2 separate regions of the Triticum aestivum genome follow, and region 1 is linked to region 2. The links are chromatin contacts, called in public Hi-C maps. All regions are on one chromosome and are shown on one strand. The core of a region is the stretch at or near the end of the contact, and the rest is flanking DNA. Distances in the headings are between cores, read along the strand shown. Region 1 holds the start of LOC123047346 (two-component response regulator ORR6). Region 2 has its middle 4.6 kb from the start of LOC123042688.

Region 1 (4,588 bases), core at 1,620-4,119, 48 kb after region 2:
TGTTTTATTTTTCGTTGTGTTGGACGTGTTGCATTGTGCTACATAGAGGCCGAACATTCCTTCAATGCACCTGTATCACCTTGATATATCAATTGAATGAAATGTACTTTATCTAAGAAATTCAAAGGTATCCAATTTTAAACCAAACCCCTAAAACGATAATGAAAAAAAAATAAGTTTTTTTATTTTTATTTTCAAATATAAAAAGACATCATGAAGTAATAAAGCTATTTAATTGCTAGCCACCTGAGAAATAGTTAAATCTTAGCCGGCACATAGAACTATAGATCCAATGTTCAATATGTGAAAAAACATGTTTTCTCATAAAAACACTACATTCCTACAGGTTGAGTAATATTTATCTCATCGGAGAACTAATTTGTTAGTTAGAAATGCAGTCTGCTTTTGTTACCGACTTGTCGATCGACTATGTACACGAGGACGCTCAAATTGTAGTGACTTCGCGCAAGTAAGAGACTTTCAAACATTTTCTCTTCCATTCACATTTATTAAAATGGGCGCTCATTAGGTTTTTTGCGCAATATATCTTTTCAAATCGTGAAGGTTACATAGCACTAATATGGCAACACTCCCTTTTCCTACTCATATGTACCGAAATATGTAATTTTCTCCAGGTTCCTGCGATGTTGAGAAATTAGATGTGCTAGAATTAAATGCCACTTAGTTAATAGAATGGATTGTGCTTTGGATGGTTTAAATTCCCACTAAATTATATGGTGTCCTATCAAAGTGAATACAATAATTATATCTCCGGTCTAGAAACACGGTACACAAAGTATTTATAGGCATTATATGTGATATTTGATAAAAAGTAATTTTATTTCTATCATGTTTAGCATTGTCGCTTATGGTATTTTATCCGAGGACTATGCATTAGCAAAAAAAAATGAAACTCCATGGGCACTAGCACCCACGGTTTATTGATATAGAAGAAGCATCCCTCATGAGAATTCCAGAAATTCGTCCCCGACGTGGATTGAACTCTGGTCGTTGGGTTTACAATCATGCGCCCCCAACCACTGGGCTATGCCCACCCCACGTCCTCGACTATGCATTAGCAAAGAAAAAGAAAGAGAGTTCACTGGTCTGTTCCTTATTCTAGGTAAGTATCATCGCCTTCATTTTTTTGCTGCAGTGTGTAATTTGTCCTACGGGTACAAAATTCGCATGTAGGAAGGCATTACGCCGCCCTCTCTGACTTGATGAACGTAGTCGGAAATATAGTCTTGCAGGGAAGATATGGTAACTTTTTGTCTTGCACTCTTGCTCGTTTCTCTAGTACACCAAATTTTAGTGAAATGAAGTACGGTTAGGTACATTCATTTTAATGTGAGACGGAGAAAGCACTAGTACTAAAGCAATAGCTAAAACTCTTGGCGTTTGCTCCATGACAAAGATAGAATCAGTCGAACCGATGAAAGTACTACGATCTCACAAAAGCAACACGCACCAGAAAGGTAGTCCACCGGTTGATCAGATCGTCGCCGAAATCGTGCCTACGTTTCCTCTTGCGGAAAACAGAAAGATCTGCGTCCACGAACGCAGGATGCAGCTAGCTGGCCGCGATCGATCACGATTTCGCGTAGCGAGGAAGGTTCCTGTATCCGGTACGTACTACGTCACGAGCATTCATTCATATCCCAGCGCAGACGCACGGCCTGCCGCAACCGATTCTGCGATCACCTTTTCCAGTACAGCAGCATCCGCAATCCAGATTCATCGGTACGTACTCTGCCATGGACATTCACTCGCTCTGAACCCCTACCATCAACCGCCGCTGCCTAGGAGCCGTACGAGAGAGTGGCACTCTAGTCAGACGCCACGCCACCGACGTCCGTCCGTCCGTCCGTCCGGTCGATGTCGTCGTGAGTCGATCCGCGCGCCCGATCTCTGCAGCGTATCATGGGACGCGTGGACGCGTACGGGCCGGGTCGCTCGCCTGCCCTTGTTGGTCCCCTTCCGTCCGTCCCGCCTGTGTTGGAAGGAAGATCACGCGACGCGATACGGCAATGACGAGCGACCGGTCGGTGGCGCCCGGCGTGCGTACATGGCCCGTACCGCCCGAGCGATCGCGGCGCGGAGGCCGACCGATCCGAATGAAATCCGGGGATCCTGCCATGCACGCACGGCACGACGTTGATGGTGCGTCACGTACGTGGGCTGGGCTGGGAGTGAAAGGAAGGAAGGAAGGAAGAGATCGCGTGTGAGGTGAGATGGATCACCAGCAGCTGTGATGCAAGAGGAGGGTGGGAATCGAAGGGGCAAGTGACCCTTCCACGCACGGAAGGAAATCAAACCAAACCGCCCGATGATCTCACGAATCACTGGTGAATCTCCGAAATCAATCCGTATCCTGCCGCCGCTCACCCAAGAAGATCGAATTTTCAAGCAAATCCTCGAGCCCGCCCGGTACGGATCACCTGCTGCCGCCCGGAAAGACCAAATAAAATCCCAGCCAGCCGGCCCAGAAAGAAAAACTAAAAAAAAAGTGATGCAGGTTGTGCGTGCCCCATGCACGCAAATCCCATCTCCTCCCCACTTGCGACTTGTCCAAGAGAAGAGAAAAGAAAAAGGGGGGAGAAGAGAAGATACGCAGAGAGCATACGGTGTGCGTGAGCGCGGGGCATACGAGTGACGACGACGGGCGGAGCGAAAGCGAGGGGCTCGGCAGGAAAATCCCGGCGGGGATCTCCCGGGCTGGGCCGCGGGGCCCGCGGATCCGCGGCCGGATCGGGCCGGGGCCCCACCGGGGGGGCTGGGTTTCGCTCGATCCGCGAGCCTAGGATCCCTTTCGAGATCTCGCAGGATTTCCCCCGCATTTATTTTCCGCCTCCCCCCGGCCCTGTATATATACCGCCGCGCGTCGCGGCCAACCCAACCAACACCGCATCAACACATCCATCCTTCAGACGAGTTCTTCGCCGTTACATACTACTACTCCTGCTGCTCCGGCGAGTTTGATCGACTGATGGCTGCGGCTGCTCCCACCCAGGCTCCGGCCATGACCCTGCCGGCCGCCATGGCCGCCAAGGTGGCGCCCGCCCCCGCCGGCGACCGCAAGGTGGTGCCGCTGATGACCGACGCCGACGAGGTCGTCGTCCAGGTCCAGGTCCAGGCCGAGCTGCACGTGCTCGCCGTCGACGACAGCGTCGTCGACCGCGCCGTCATCGCCAAGATCCTCCGCAGCTCAAAATACAGAGGTGAGAAATCGAATCAGTCCCAATCCAATCAAGCCGCGCTCCGGCGATTCTTCAAGAAATTGGACGGCCGCTCGATCCATCCTCGTTGTATATGTTCTAACCTGCCTTTCTTCTGTGCTGCAGTGACCACCGTGGACTCAGCGACGCGGGCGCTGGAGCTGCTGGGCCTGGGGCTCATCACGGACGTGAACATGATCATCACCGACTATTGGATGCCCGGCATGACCGGGTACGAGCTGCTGAAGCGCGTCAAGGAGTCGTCGGAGCTCCGGGAGATCCCCGTGGTGATCATGTCGTCGGAGAACGTGCCCAACCGCATCACCCGCTGCCTCGAGGAGGGCGCCGAGGACTTCCTCCTCAAGCCCGTCCGCCCCTCCGACGTCTCCCGCCTCTGCAACCGCATCCGGTGATCAGCCACCGGAAGCCTCGACGGAGGAGGAGGATTAATTCTTAAGTAGAGCAGGATTTTCCAATTCTTTTTTCTTCGGTGTTCTTTCCCATGGACATAGATCCGCCCGCTGCCGCTGCCGCTGCCGCCTCAAACAACAGCTTAACTTTTTGGGGACCTAGTAGATGATGATGATGATTAGATTAGGATGTTAGTTCGTCCCCTTGCGTGCTCTGCTTCTTCAGAGATGCCAAGAAGAACCAAAATCAAACAGAGTATTCATTCGGCCAAGAGAAAGGAAATCTTCTGGATGAATCTTGTTCAGATATGTTTCCCCTCTTGGCTACATGTCGAAATGGCATCAGATCAGAGCAACATGTTGACAGTTTCATAACCAGAGCCAATCTTTTGCAACAATTAACCATCACCGTCTGGTTCCCATCTCCTTAATCAATCTCCACATGCTCACGGCTGTTCACATATGTGTCTGCCTGCCCCTAATCATGCTTTGTCTTGCCACGCGATACATTTTCCATGATTGATTCTTAACAATTGCTTGCCCTGATGCTATTGATGATGTCGACGAGGCAGTATAATAGGAGACACACAATCTCGATCGTACGTGCGTATCTCGTAGTTGTACATATACAAACGGCTCCGGGTTGTCTTAGGTGAGCTGTTGTTGTACGCGGCGTATAAAAAACTGAAAAAGTCCAAAGGCCGGGAGCATATATGGTAGTAATGAATGGGGGCACTGTGGAAGGATCTCCCCGGAGATCTGCTTACCTGGCGCCAGATTCTGCTTCCGCACAAGGCGATGTGAGGTGTGGCGTGGGAGCGCTGTATGTGGCCACCATGTGTCCGGCTGCCCGGACGGATGGATGGATTAAACTGGGAATAAACATGCGGATCAGGGGGAAGATATGGTGGATCGGTGCTGCAGCTGTGTGTTTTGTTATTTAGGTTGGGTCCTGATTTT
Region 2 (4,129 bases), core at 259-2,758:
AAGGGAAACTGCCTGGTACAGAGTTGCCGACAGGCTATGTACGAAATGAAATGATACTCTAGTTGATCAGATCGTGGAGATCTTGGACTGGACAAGATCGTCGACGGCACGGCATCGAGCGGTGAGGTACGACTCGCTGTACGGCACCCTGCATGACGTTCCCTTGCAAGTGAAACCGCGGAGTTGTTGACACTTGACAATACATACGTAGCGCTAGTAATTCTTTTTCCCCGTTATAAAACCTTGGTGCCAACAAGGCGAAGGAACAGTGGCGATCGAAAACCAAGGATTCTGGAGATGGTCAATTGTGGTCGTGCATCATGTCTGCCGTCGGCGCGATGTGCTTCTTCTATTCATGAGCAGTGACGGTGGGGCTGTGCTGAACGGAGATTGGATCGCGTATCATCCTCTCTCCTCTGGCAGATTGGATCGTACCAGGCGCCGCGCCCGCTTCAGTACAGGGAAGGAAAGAATCTTGCTCACTTTCCATGGCAGCTCGGAGTTTTCCCAGCTCAGCCTATATATCTGCAGGTCTGGTGAGTTTGTGCTGGTCATCAGTCATCGCTCGTGCAGACGATACGAGGCTCCTAGGCTAGCAGAGGATACGATGCGGTTCGCACGAGGAGTAGCTCGAGGAAAAGCAGATAGAGATACGGTTTTCGACTTCCAAAACCGGCAATGCCTTTGGGAGAAAGCAAATCCTCGAGGAGCCAAGTCGCACCTGCTTTTACTTTACGGCACTGTACAGGGCAAGGACCTTCGAGTCTTGCTAAACGGTAGGCAGCCATGGCGTGGAAATGGCTAGCTGCTTGGCACAGCTTAGGGGGTGTTTGATTAAGAAGTCTTTGGACTTTTTCTAGTCCCAGGGACTAATCCAAAAAGACTCTCCAGTAGAGTCTTTTCCTAGTCCCTGTAGAAAAAGTCCCTCCCGTTTGGTTTTTATGGACTTTTTAGGAATTTTTTTTAGTCCCTGGAACTAAAAAGTCTCTGAACCAAACACCCCCTTAGTTGGGTACTATACACACGACACTAGCGCCTCTGCCCACGCAAGAACCTGCTTATGAGCAAAGCACAACAGTTAAAAGCAAAATAGATTTACGGGTCGCGCTCGGACAACCAGACAATGTTCGGCCGGCACTCGACCAGACAAAGTCACAGCCTGCTCTAGCTCTGCTTAGTGTGAAAAACAAACCGGAACTGCTCCACAGACGACATGTGCAACCGATTTTCGCACGACCATGAAATCGAGCGGCTGTTGCCCTTTAAGTCGACTACATGTGCGGCTGGATTTACATCGTCGTGCATGAATCGTCCGTCTGTTGTCGTCCGTGTAGCATGATTCAAAACAAACCCGGCAGGCGCTCCCGTTTCTTTGTTTCTGCAGGCGACAAGGCAGCTGGACGCGTTTGTCCACACGCCAATTCCCGACATGCCGCTGTCAACAACGGATCCCAGCAGCCTGCATTCCCCGAAGATCATGGCCCGTGTCCACACAGATCTTCCTACAGTAGCATTCCGGTCGCAGGCGAGCAGAGAGCCAGAAGGACCAGGCATGGCCTGTACTAGCGTCCACGATACTCTACAGTAATAGTAATACTCTGACAAAATGGATCAGGCAAGGTATCACTGGAAAAGCTGCGCGCACATTACAGTAGGCTCCCTTCCCTCTCATTCCCATGTGAGCAAGATTTGCACAAAACATGGGATCTCACTCACTGATTGCTTTTCTTTAACATTTGACTAGACGCAGCGCACCTGACCGACTGACTGACCGCGCCGTGCACAAGAGGGGAAAAGGAAAGGGTCAATGCAGGTTACATCTAGACGCACGCCCACACACACGGTTGTTGGGCCTGAGCTTTTCAATGGGACCGGTGAGAAGTTTCTTCTTCGAGATCGATCGGATCCACCCGGATACGCGGTTGACGCAAGAGGTTGAGGTAACATGGACGTTTGGAATTAGCAGACGACGTACGTATGTGACCCTTACTGTGTGAAATATATTCCCAGCAACAGGAAAAAAAGACCGTATATTTTCATGAAAATATTCTCAAGCAGCGAGAGAAAAAAGAAACTTCTACAGGTATGAAGATTCCCCGTATAGATTTTTAATGAGATATTCTAGACTAGAAGAAAATAAGAAACTTGTATTCTGCCGGGTGTGACACCACGATACCGATGTGTATGGAGATTCCCCGTAGATATTTAATGAGATATTCTAGCTAGCTAGTCAATGGCGTGGAGCGGATGATCCTGTTTCCATCCGAGAGAATAAAAATCCTACTACTAGCGATCAAGTCGCACTCGAAAAGTAATTATCTGATCAGTTCAGAATAACATCAACAGCTCAGAGTGATGTACTACTAGCAGCAGAAAATTAGCACTACCTGACACGGCTAAGTCATAAATTAAATTAACTAGTACAATGCCCGTGCGTTGCCACGGGCTAACAAAGTATATGTACACCGAGAAATACGCTAACAAAAATGTATAGGGAACTATTTACATGTGAAGATATTTCATGCTAGTGATGTGGTAGATAAATGAATCTCCTCATCTTTCTCTCCTCCTCCCTCTCCCACGATCCTTTCTTCTTCGTGTTTTATTCACCCACGTCCCATGACTTCTCCAGTTGGCCATCTTATAGATTGTACTCCCTCCGTTCCCAAATATTTGTCCTTTTAGAGATTTCAACAAGTGCCTATATATGAAACAAAACGAGTCAATCTACACTCTGAAATATGTCTACATACATCCGTATGTCATAGTTCATTTGAAATGTCAAGAAAGACAAATATTTGAAAACGGATGGAGTAATAGATAACTTATGTGCCCCATAAAAGGATACCAAACGCCGTGTGAGAGATAAGAATTCAGGGTGACATCTGTCTATACAATTAGTTTTCAAGGCAAACTTTTGCACCAAGATTGTGACATAGTCACATTCCATCGAATGAACATGTGATGCTGACCGAAGACTTGATCAACTGTTTAAATATGCCTATGATAAAAAATAGTTTATTCAAAGCACATTTATCTAAGAATGTAGTACGATTTGTTTAAAGTCAAAATTGAGAGATTTGGTTACATCCTAAATTATCATATATATTGAGGAATAAATTTCATCAACTCATGATCTAAAATGAAAGGACTTCTTATTAGTGGCATAAAGTCGTGAGAAAGCCATGTTATATGCACTCTATTATGTGTTGGAGCACATGTGTGCTCGTTATCCCTCCCATCAAGTTGCCCCGGGATTTACAGCCCAACACGCATAGGCCACTAATAATCTATGTATGCTTCTTTTGAACAGTGAATATGGCCCACATCTGAAGTCCATGAAACATGACTATGTGAGGCACTTTCACACCGGATCGAATGTCAGACCACCATATGGGTCGTCCAAGACGAGATTCTGGACTAACAGAGTCATTTTCGAGTCGATTTATTATGTCTGACTCATGCATGTGGCTTCCCTTCCCCTACACAACTAAAGCTCGTCCCTCACTGGCTAAAGCGAACTCCACCTAGATCCACCATTCCCCCGCAGTCAATTCTTCCTCATCAGCCATTCCCGAAGACATCTTGCCGCTCATTCCTGGCTTCGATTGCGGAGAGCAGATCATAACATAGATTGCCCATAGTGTGGCAAATGTCGGCAATCTGCCCCCGGTCACCTGCAACCACAAGAGTCCCTTTAGTATGAATCAGATTCACACCATAACCATTTGCAACAATCTAGTCCTCTAATACAAGCCCATCATAATTCTCAATAGTCATTAAAATATGGAATCAAAACAGCTAACAATCTATCATGTATCCAAAATTGACACCTATGCTTATCATACATGCCGGAGAAAAATAGCTACAATGTTGCTGTCAAGATAACATTTTGGAAGCATTTTCTCTCAAATAAGTATTAATAGATCAGACACTGACAAAATGATTATGGTAGTGTAAACCAAACGAAATGACATGGCCCACACACCAATCTATTCAGGAGTGTTACATTAATCCAACAATTTGTTCAGCGCATGGTAGCTATATAAATAATCCAGATATCATTCGTGTTGACAGAAATTAGCAATGCTCCCAAGTACATACAAAATTGTCGAGAGAGAATTTCCTA

The links. Hi-C and Micro-C count contacts between places; a contact is called where the count stands out from the background.
Region 1: a Hi-C map of leaf shows a contact between it and region 2, with 2.7 times the contacts expected there. The contact joins the promoter of LOC123047346 here to the enhancer-like site in region 2. A contact is called at or near these places in 3 of 5 Hi-C or Micro-C datasets (leaf and root) and 1 of 1 datasets of contacts at active chromatin or transcription factors (leaf).

Annotation. Positions count from the first base shown.
Region 1 is chr2B:779,112,470-779,117,057 of IWGSC CS RefSeq v2.1, forward strand. It overlaps LOC123047346 (two-component response regulator ORR6), which reads left to right and starts at 2,870. Exons shown (of 2, transcript XM_044470873.1): 1 at 2,870-3,221; 2 at 3,345-4,003. The coding sequence starts at 2,990. The coding sequence ends at 3,631.
Region 2 is chr2B:779,066,118-779,070,246 of IWGSC CS RefSeq v2.1, forward strand. No RefSeq gene overlaps it. Among protein-coding and RNA genes, the nearest start is that of LOC123042688, 4.6 kb to the right of the region's middle. Within about 2 kb of position 1,509, at least 2 of the 8 cell types and tissues checked have an H3K27ac peak or open chromatin away from gene starts, as enhancers often do. A contact at or near this core is called in leaf, where this site is marked.